Linked DNA regions of Pan troglodytes: region 1 is linked to region 2. The links are chromatin contacts, called in public Hi-C maps. All regions are on one chromosome and are shown on one strand. The core of a region is the stretch at or near the end of the contact, and the rest is flanking DNA. Distances in the headings are between cores, read along the strand shown.

Region 1 (3,738 bases), core at 445-2,944, 47 kb before region 2:
ATGGCAATAACGGATCTTATGTTCTGACTCTGTAAGTATAGAGTAGAATATTATTAGAGACTGTAAATCTGGTCCATGCCTCCCTGCACTGCCATGGGTCTGATCACTTGTCTCAGGGTCTTTCACCCCCTGAGTTTCATGATTGGCTATTCTAACAGATATGGAGTTCACTGGAGGGCCAAGGAATCACATATCTCTGTTTTAACAATCTCTAAAGTGCTTAGAATATAATATGAAAAAGTGTTGGGGGGTGTGTGTGGAGGGATGTGTGTGAGAGTGTGGATGTGTGGGGGTGGTGTGTGGTGGGTGTGTAGGACGTGTATGGGGGAATGTGAGGGGGGTTGTGACTGTGGGGGGTGGGTTGTGTGTGGGTGTGTGTGGGGTGTGGGTGTGAGTGTGGGGGTGTTGGATGTGTGGGTGTGTGGATGGGTGTGTGGGGGGTGGGTGTGTGGGGGGGAGTGCATGTGGGGGGGTGTGTGTATGTGGGTGGGTGTGGGTGTCTGGGTGGATCTGTGTGTGGGTATCTGTGTGCTGGTGGGTGTGTAGGTGTGTGGGGGTGGGTGTGACTGTGAGGGGGTGTGAGTGTGAGTATGGGGGGTTGGATGTGTGGGTGTGGGGGGCTGGGAGGAGGTGTGGGTATTGGGGGGTGTATGCGTGGGGTGTGTGTGTGTGTGTGTGTGTGTGAATTCTTTGTAATGAAGAAGAGGGAAGAAGCAGTTAAACTTTAAACCAGACATACTTATCCTCAAAATAGTTGTGGTGATATTATATCCTCATACTTTGTACTACAAATACGTTTATTGGTTTGTTAGTTTATGAAAATATCCCTTATAAGAAGAGTAAGAAAACCAGTAAAAATGTAAAACAACCACATGGAAATTATATCTGATTCCTTCTTCTCCATTTTATTTTATTTTTACCTTTTTTCTTTGAGATGGAATCTGACCATGTTGGCCAGACTGGTCTTGAACTCCTGGGCTCAAGCGATCCTCCCACCTTGGCCCCCCAAAGTGCTGGGTTTTTAGGTGTCGGCCACTGTGCCCAGCCACCCCCTCTTCCATTTTAGAAATGATGGGTACAGTAATGCAACCTTGCAAAAGGATTCCTTCAAGTTTTTCAATGTTCTTTAATAAAATGACATCAATTGCTGAAAGCATTATGACCTTTGTTATGCTACATAATACTGATACAAAATGTGAATAGTACAAAGTTCATTATATATAATATAAGGCTTTAATATATTACATTTGTTTCTACATAAACAGACTATAAATATATGTGCCATAGCATGTCTTATAGTCATTGTTCCCAGCATTTCACACTATGGTACCAAACAAAAAACACATTTTCTTTTTTGAAAAAAAGGACAGAACAAGGGCAAAAATCAGTAGAAGTAGCTCTATATGTTAAAAGTCTAAATAATACAATAGATGTTATAATTTGGGCTATAAAATAATTTTGAAGTCTGGCTAATAATCATTCAGAGAGTGAACAAACCCAATCAGGTTTACTGGAGTGTAGAGGCCAAATAACTAAAATACTGATGGGTTGCGGGGTGAGAGTGGGTTGGGGACAGGGGGAAGAACAAAAGGGTAAAATCCTTCCTGAAACTTTGACACCACACACAGCTTCACATTGAACCTCCCGCATTCAGTCTCAGACATATCACATCAGGACAGATATGAGGGTATTCATCCAGAAGAAACCAGAAGCTGGTTTGTGCAGTCAGAACTCTTCAACACGGCAGGGAGCCTTGAGCTGAATGTCCTTTCTTTGTGATATTCTGAATAAAGGATCAGCCTGGGAGACAAGGAGCCAGAGCTGCATCATTTCCTTCCTGGGGCTTGGCCAGGAGACACGTAACGGTCTGGAAGGAACTCTCATTAGGAGTCAGAAACAGCACAACGAACTCTACTTTAGCCCAACTCGAAGAACACGCAACCTTCTAAACAGAAACCCCATCTGAACCCTTTACATTTCAGAACAGACCCCATGCCCACCTCCACCGGAGCAAACACAATGCATTTGCAGGCCCCAGTACTCTCCAAAGCAAGGTAACGTTAGTCTTCCTTTCTATCAATCCGAATTCCACACTTAAGGCTTGGCTTGGGACCCACGTCCTAAACAAAGCCTCTTGGATAGACTCAGCCCTGCAAATCCTTCCCATCTTCAACACCTCGAACACTTACATTGCCTGGTTTACCTTCTAGTTTTACAGAAGTGTCAACTCCCCAGGTACTGCTACTTCTTTGAGGATGGGGCCATTTCTTGAACGTCTTTGTTCTAACCCATGGTGAGACCCGCAGCAGGGGGCATGATAAATGCTTTTTAAATGAATGAAAAAGAGGATCAGGTCAACACTGGGAGAAGACACAGACACATTCTTGGGTCACAAGCCTCTTCCAGGATATGCCTAGAAGACTAGCTCCCTGCAGTCCGAGGTCCTTTTTTTGTTGTCGAAATGAAAATCAAATGCGGCTACTTCCTGCTGGTGGAAAGAACAACACTTGAAAATCTGAGCAGCACCTCTCATGTGATGTCCGGGAGTTGGGGGTGTGGATGCTTCCTTTTAAACAGGAGGAGAGCTCAGTGTGGTCCCCGAGTCAGGCTGGAGAATCTGGGCTGTGCTACCGGTTTGCACTCCAATCTCTATCAGCTTTAAAAGTTCTGCTTCCTCACTGGAGTACACAGTGGTGTCTGTGTCATCGGAGTGATATCCGGACTGGTAGCCGCTTGTCTGGTTTGAGCCTTCAGATGCCACAGACTCCCTGCTTTTGCTGGGCACCATTCCACTGCAGAAGAAATGGCAAACAAATGAGTTGGCAGAGAGAAGACAATTCTTTTGCTTTTTACCCTCACCCCATTCCCAACTCCATATGGCTGCCATCTCCCTGGAGACCGCAGCCCCGTATCTCTCCCAGTTGTTAATCAGCATAGCAGGTTTACAGGGACAAGGTCTATTTTCAGGTACTCGCATGAATTAGTAGTTGCAGATAAGTCCTCTTACTCAGGTCCAAGTCTTTCAAGCCTCAAATGAGATGAAAGGCAGTTCTCTCGAGTTATGCAAAGGCCCCAACTGATGGAACATGTTTATGGCCTCGCAGATTGACAAATTTGTATACAGTGACAGGCGCCAAAGGGCCACTTGCATGATATTCAAGGAAATTGGGATGTTCTTAAATTTCACTTGTGCTTTTCCTATTGTGGCAATTTGGGAATTACGGGGCATGTGTATGGTTGTAATGAAGCTCTTGAGCAACTTTAAACTTTAATAACTTGAAGCATGTGTGCAGTCAAGCCAGACATATCAAACGCTGCTTTTTACTCATCAAAACCACATTCCTTGGAAGGACTGAGAACCCCAGTCACTCAGCAGCAACTAGAAAATGTTTTCAATGGCATGGAATCCTGACAGACGGTAATCATGTCAAAGCCTAGAAATGCAGGCTGTGCTAATCTAAAACTTCAGGATTTACACTTTCACAAGCCATTCTAAGGTGTTTTTTCCCGGTAATAGGTGTTTTCCCCAACTTCTTCATGTTAAAACTGCAAAAGGGAATTTTAGTAACTCGTGTTTATACATAGTTTAAAAGTTACTTCAAATAATGAGAAATACAATTTTTTCTTTCAATTCAACCCCAACAAAACTAATGTAGGTGTCTCAAGCAATGGCATGGTGCTCTGCACATGATACTTGCCGAATAAACATTTTTTGAATCAATGAATGAAACATATCAT
Region 2 (3,807 bases), core at 513-3,012:
ATGGCACCAATTACAGCCCAATCCAATTAAGCAAGTAATGCACTCCAAAAGGGCAAGTTCACCATTATATTCAGGGCGACCGGCCTGCCGTTACTACTGCGCTAGGAAACACCCCAGGCTTAAAAGCAACTCACTTCTTTGTGGAATACAGAGCAACCACATGTTCCAGACCTTCATTCTCTGCCCAGAAAGGGGGAGAGAGAGGGCTTGTCAGGGACAAATGAGTGTCCATGGTGGACTGGACCCGTTGAACCAAGTCATTATAAAGAAAATTCAGTAACCATGGACAGATGATCCTGGTACTCTATGTGGGTGTGAGTGTCTTCTAAGACATGTGATTCTTGTCTTAGGAAGTAAGAAATTTTTTTCCCTGAATTATTCGACTTTTTTTTTTTCTTTCTCTGACCCTTTCCCCTTTCTCACCCTGCAAAGGGTGGAAATCTGGATATCAGCAAACTGGCTGCAGGAAAGAAATATTATCTAAGGGGTGGAGAGAGAAAGGAAAGTGAGGAAGAAAAGACAGACAGCTATTGCATGAAGAACGTGTGTGTTCCTAATTGAAGGAGACGGAAATTTTAGGCGGCAGGGAGAGGAAGGAATGGCACTAAAGCTAGGTACCAAGGCCCACAGGACAGGTTTTCGGAGCTTGAACTTCTGACTATGCGCTTACACCAAGGACCACAGCGCTTTGAAAGATGTGCAATGTTTTACGCAGGACAGTTGGCTGTTACTTGGAGACCCTTGGGGAAGCTGTCAAAGCCCCCAGGACAAGTCCCTATTCCCCCGCTTCTTCGCTCTGCAAGGAGAGCGGCGTCCTGCACCAAGGAAGGAAAAAAAGTTTCTCTCCGCTCCAGACCCCACTTCACACAGTGGGTGTGCAAGCGTGTTCGAGCATGAAGACAACAACGGGCCGGGTCCCGCAAAGAGGCAGAACCGAGTGTACCGTCCGATCCGGGAGACCTGGCCTGAGATTCCTGCAAGGTTTTCTTCCCCGGGCCCGGACTAGGATGTTGCGCGCAGCCAGACAACTTTTCACCGCCTGTTCTCGCCTGCGGAGGCACCTCCTGCCTGCCAACCCCAGGCGCCTTCCCACCCCAGCCTCCCAAGAGCCTGAGGGTGTGTCGGCATCTCAGGACACGCTCCAGCCGAGGTCCCTGTCGCAAACCAGAGTCCTGGAAAAGGAACTGGGCTAGAGCACAGGCGACCACAGACTCGCTGGGTAATCTTGGGCCAGTCTCTGAGCCTCAGTTTCCCCACTGGTAAATGAAAGATCGCAAAATGTCAAGTCCTGTCCAACTCTCCAGCTCTACGATTCCGAGTTAGATCTGGCTTTCAGGTCCTCTCCGCCCTCACCCGACCTGTCTGCCTTCCTCCTCCAGAGTGGGCTCCTTACCCACAGAGGCGGCCCGGGTCTCCACGCAGAGCCACAGGGCGACGGCCAGCAGCACCTTGCTCTGCATCCTGCACCTCGAGCCGGGCGAAATGCCCAGAACTCGGGAGCCGGTTCTTTCTCCCAGCGCCTGTCTAGAGAAGGAGGCGCGGAGGTGGAACTCGCGGCACCCCTCAGCGCAGGACAGTTGAGCGCACAGGGCTAGGGAGCCCGGGCGCCGACCGCGGCTGCAGGGGCGTCTGCGGGTGCCGGTAGGAGAGGATATCCAGGCTGCCAGACGGGCTTTCTGCGGCGCGCAAGTGATGCCCGGCGCAGGCAGAGGAAACGCAGCGACCACACATTGACCGCTCTCCCGGGGTCCCGGGACTCAGTGCAGGGTGGGAGCTGGAGCCGAAACTCTAGAGCGCGGAGGCGGGGCCATGCGGGGCGGGGCCGGGGCGGAGGAGGGGCTCTCCCGTGCGGCCAGCCCCGCCCCTCACCCGGGTACCCGGCGGGGATCTCCAGCTCCCCAAGCCCATTTACATCTCCCCATTTCCCCACACAACTGGACTGCGCTGGGCCCCAAGTCGCCCAGGAGAGAACAACCCAGAGCAACAACTTTGTTTCTGGTGTAAATAAAAAGTACTCGGTAACGGGCGCTGAGCAACTCCAAGATTTAATCGCTTGCCGGTCCCCGAAATTTGGGGAGCATCACCAGGAGCGCAGCGAAGAGCACCGCGCCCTCACCAGGCGCGTCAAAGTGCAGGACCCTCTTCGCCATCGCGCGCGTCTGAAGTGGCCGAGAATCTGCAGCAGTTTGGAGCCACAAGGGAGAAGCGGATACTCAGCCAAGTATGCCGGGTCGCAAGCTGGCAGCGACTCCTGCCAGTAGTTTTGGTTTTTGTATAAGGGTATTTTGTCTGGCCAGTATAATTGTAGTTTAAAAAGCTGAATCTGGTTGCTCTTAATCAGAAAACGCACTTGCCCAGTTCGCCAACATTCCCGCTATTTCCCAAAATATTTGGCGGCTCCAAGTTTGAAGTGACCTGCCTAGCCCCAAGAAGGCTTTTGTCCATCGTGCTCCCCAACGAAGAGCCCTAGTGAAAGTTTGGCCATGCCCCTTTTCAGAGCAGAGCTTCCAGCCAAGATATCCTTAGGCCCAGGGGAAGGAGGCCAGCTGCCAGCCGGCTTCAGTGGAGGAGCAATGAAGCAAAAGCACCTAGGACACTCTGTGACCAAATTACACAACTGTCTCCATGTGTGTGGACTTCTTGTGGCAGCTGTTTGGAGGCGAACTCCAATTCCTTCCTGACCACATTCGTTCCTTCTGGTTTTCTGTCCATATCTCCCCACACCTGGGGAGTGACATCAAATGTCCCCTAACTTCATTAAATATGAATCTTCCAGATGCCTATGTCTTTTACCTCCCAGAGGTGCTTTTTAATGACAACCTAAAGGACCATTCTTCACCAAGATAACACACAGAATTATTATATCTACACCTAATTCAAACTAGATTGATTGTATACAATTAATGTAACCTGTTACTTGTCTTCATCTGTTTTTAAATATTTACTGTATTCACGCTTTTACTTTTCCAAGTTGACAGGTGAAATATTTTAATGCTGAAATATAATGAATGTATATGGCAAAAATATTTTGGAAAAACACAAAAAGGTTTAGAGTGAAAAGACTTTCTTTTGGCAGAGACATTTTTATGTTTCCTTTTTTTTCCAAGCAGATTCTTAAATACAAGTATGTAGATATGTCACCCTTCTCTTCCCACAATTGCTTGGTATAAATGCTATTTGAGCGTTGGCTTTTTTCCCTTTAAATTTGATTTATTTATTTGAGACAAGGTCTCACTATGTTGCCCAGGCTGGTCTCCAATGCCTGGACTCAGTCCATCCTCCTGCCTCAGTCTCCCAAAGCGCTGGGATTACAAGCACGAGCCACCCTGCCCAGCCTTCACTTTATAATATACGTTGGAGATTCGTTCTACATCAACCTTTAAAGCTCCATCTTTTATTTATTTATTTATTTATTTATTTATTTATTTATTTATTTTTATATAGAGGCAGGGTCTCACTATGTTGCCCAAGCTGGCTGCGAACAAAGCTCCATCTTTCCATCTTTTCAATGTTGGCATAGTGCTCTACTGTATAGATGTACTCATATTTATCTGGGAGGTATTTATTTGGGGAGGGGAGAGAATCTTTAAAGAAACTCTTCTCTTCCTGCTAGTAAACTCAGCAAATAAAATAGGATGGACTCTGGCAAAGTTGGATAAAGGGGTGGGAGATGGAACCTGGTTTGGAGAGGGCAGTTTTTCTCCATCCCCATCACCAGACAATTCCCTATCAGCCTTATTTACAATTCATGACACTTCCTCTTCCATGTCTCATTTAAGAAGATAGTGTCTCCTCTGAATGCAAACC

What was found. A called contact is a pair of places that touch in the nucleus more often than the background predicts.
Region 1: a Hi-C map of stem cell-derived neural progenitor cells shows a contact between it and region 2, with 1.8 times the contacts expected there. The contact joins the enhancer-like site here to the promoter of KDR in region 2. A contact is called at or near these places in 2 of 7 Hi-C or Micro-C datasets (induced pluripotent stem cells and stem cell-derived neural progenitor cells).

The regions. Positions count from the first base shown.
Region 1 is chr3:74,775,822-74,779,559 of NHGRI_mPanTro3-v2.0_pri, reverse strand. KDR (kinase insert domain receptor) reads right to left here. Exons shown (of 30, transcript XM_517284.9): 30 at 1,107-2,792. The coding sequence ends at 2,570. Among named protein-coding and RNA genes, the nearest start is that of KDR, 46 kb to the right of the region's middle. Within about 2 kb of position 1,694, at least 4 of the 24 cell types and tissues checked have an H3K27ac peak or open chromatin away from gene starts, as enhancers often do. A contact at or near this core is called in stem cell-derived neural progenitor cells, where this site is marked.
Region 2 is chr3:74,729,265-74,733,071 of NHGRI_mPanTro3-v2.0_pri, reverse strand. It overlaps KDR (kinase insert domain receptor), which reads right to left and starts at 1,762. Exons shown (of 30, transcript XM_517284.9): 1 at 1,394-1,762. The coding sequence starts at 1,460.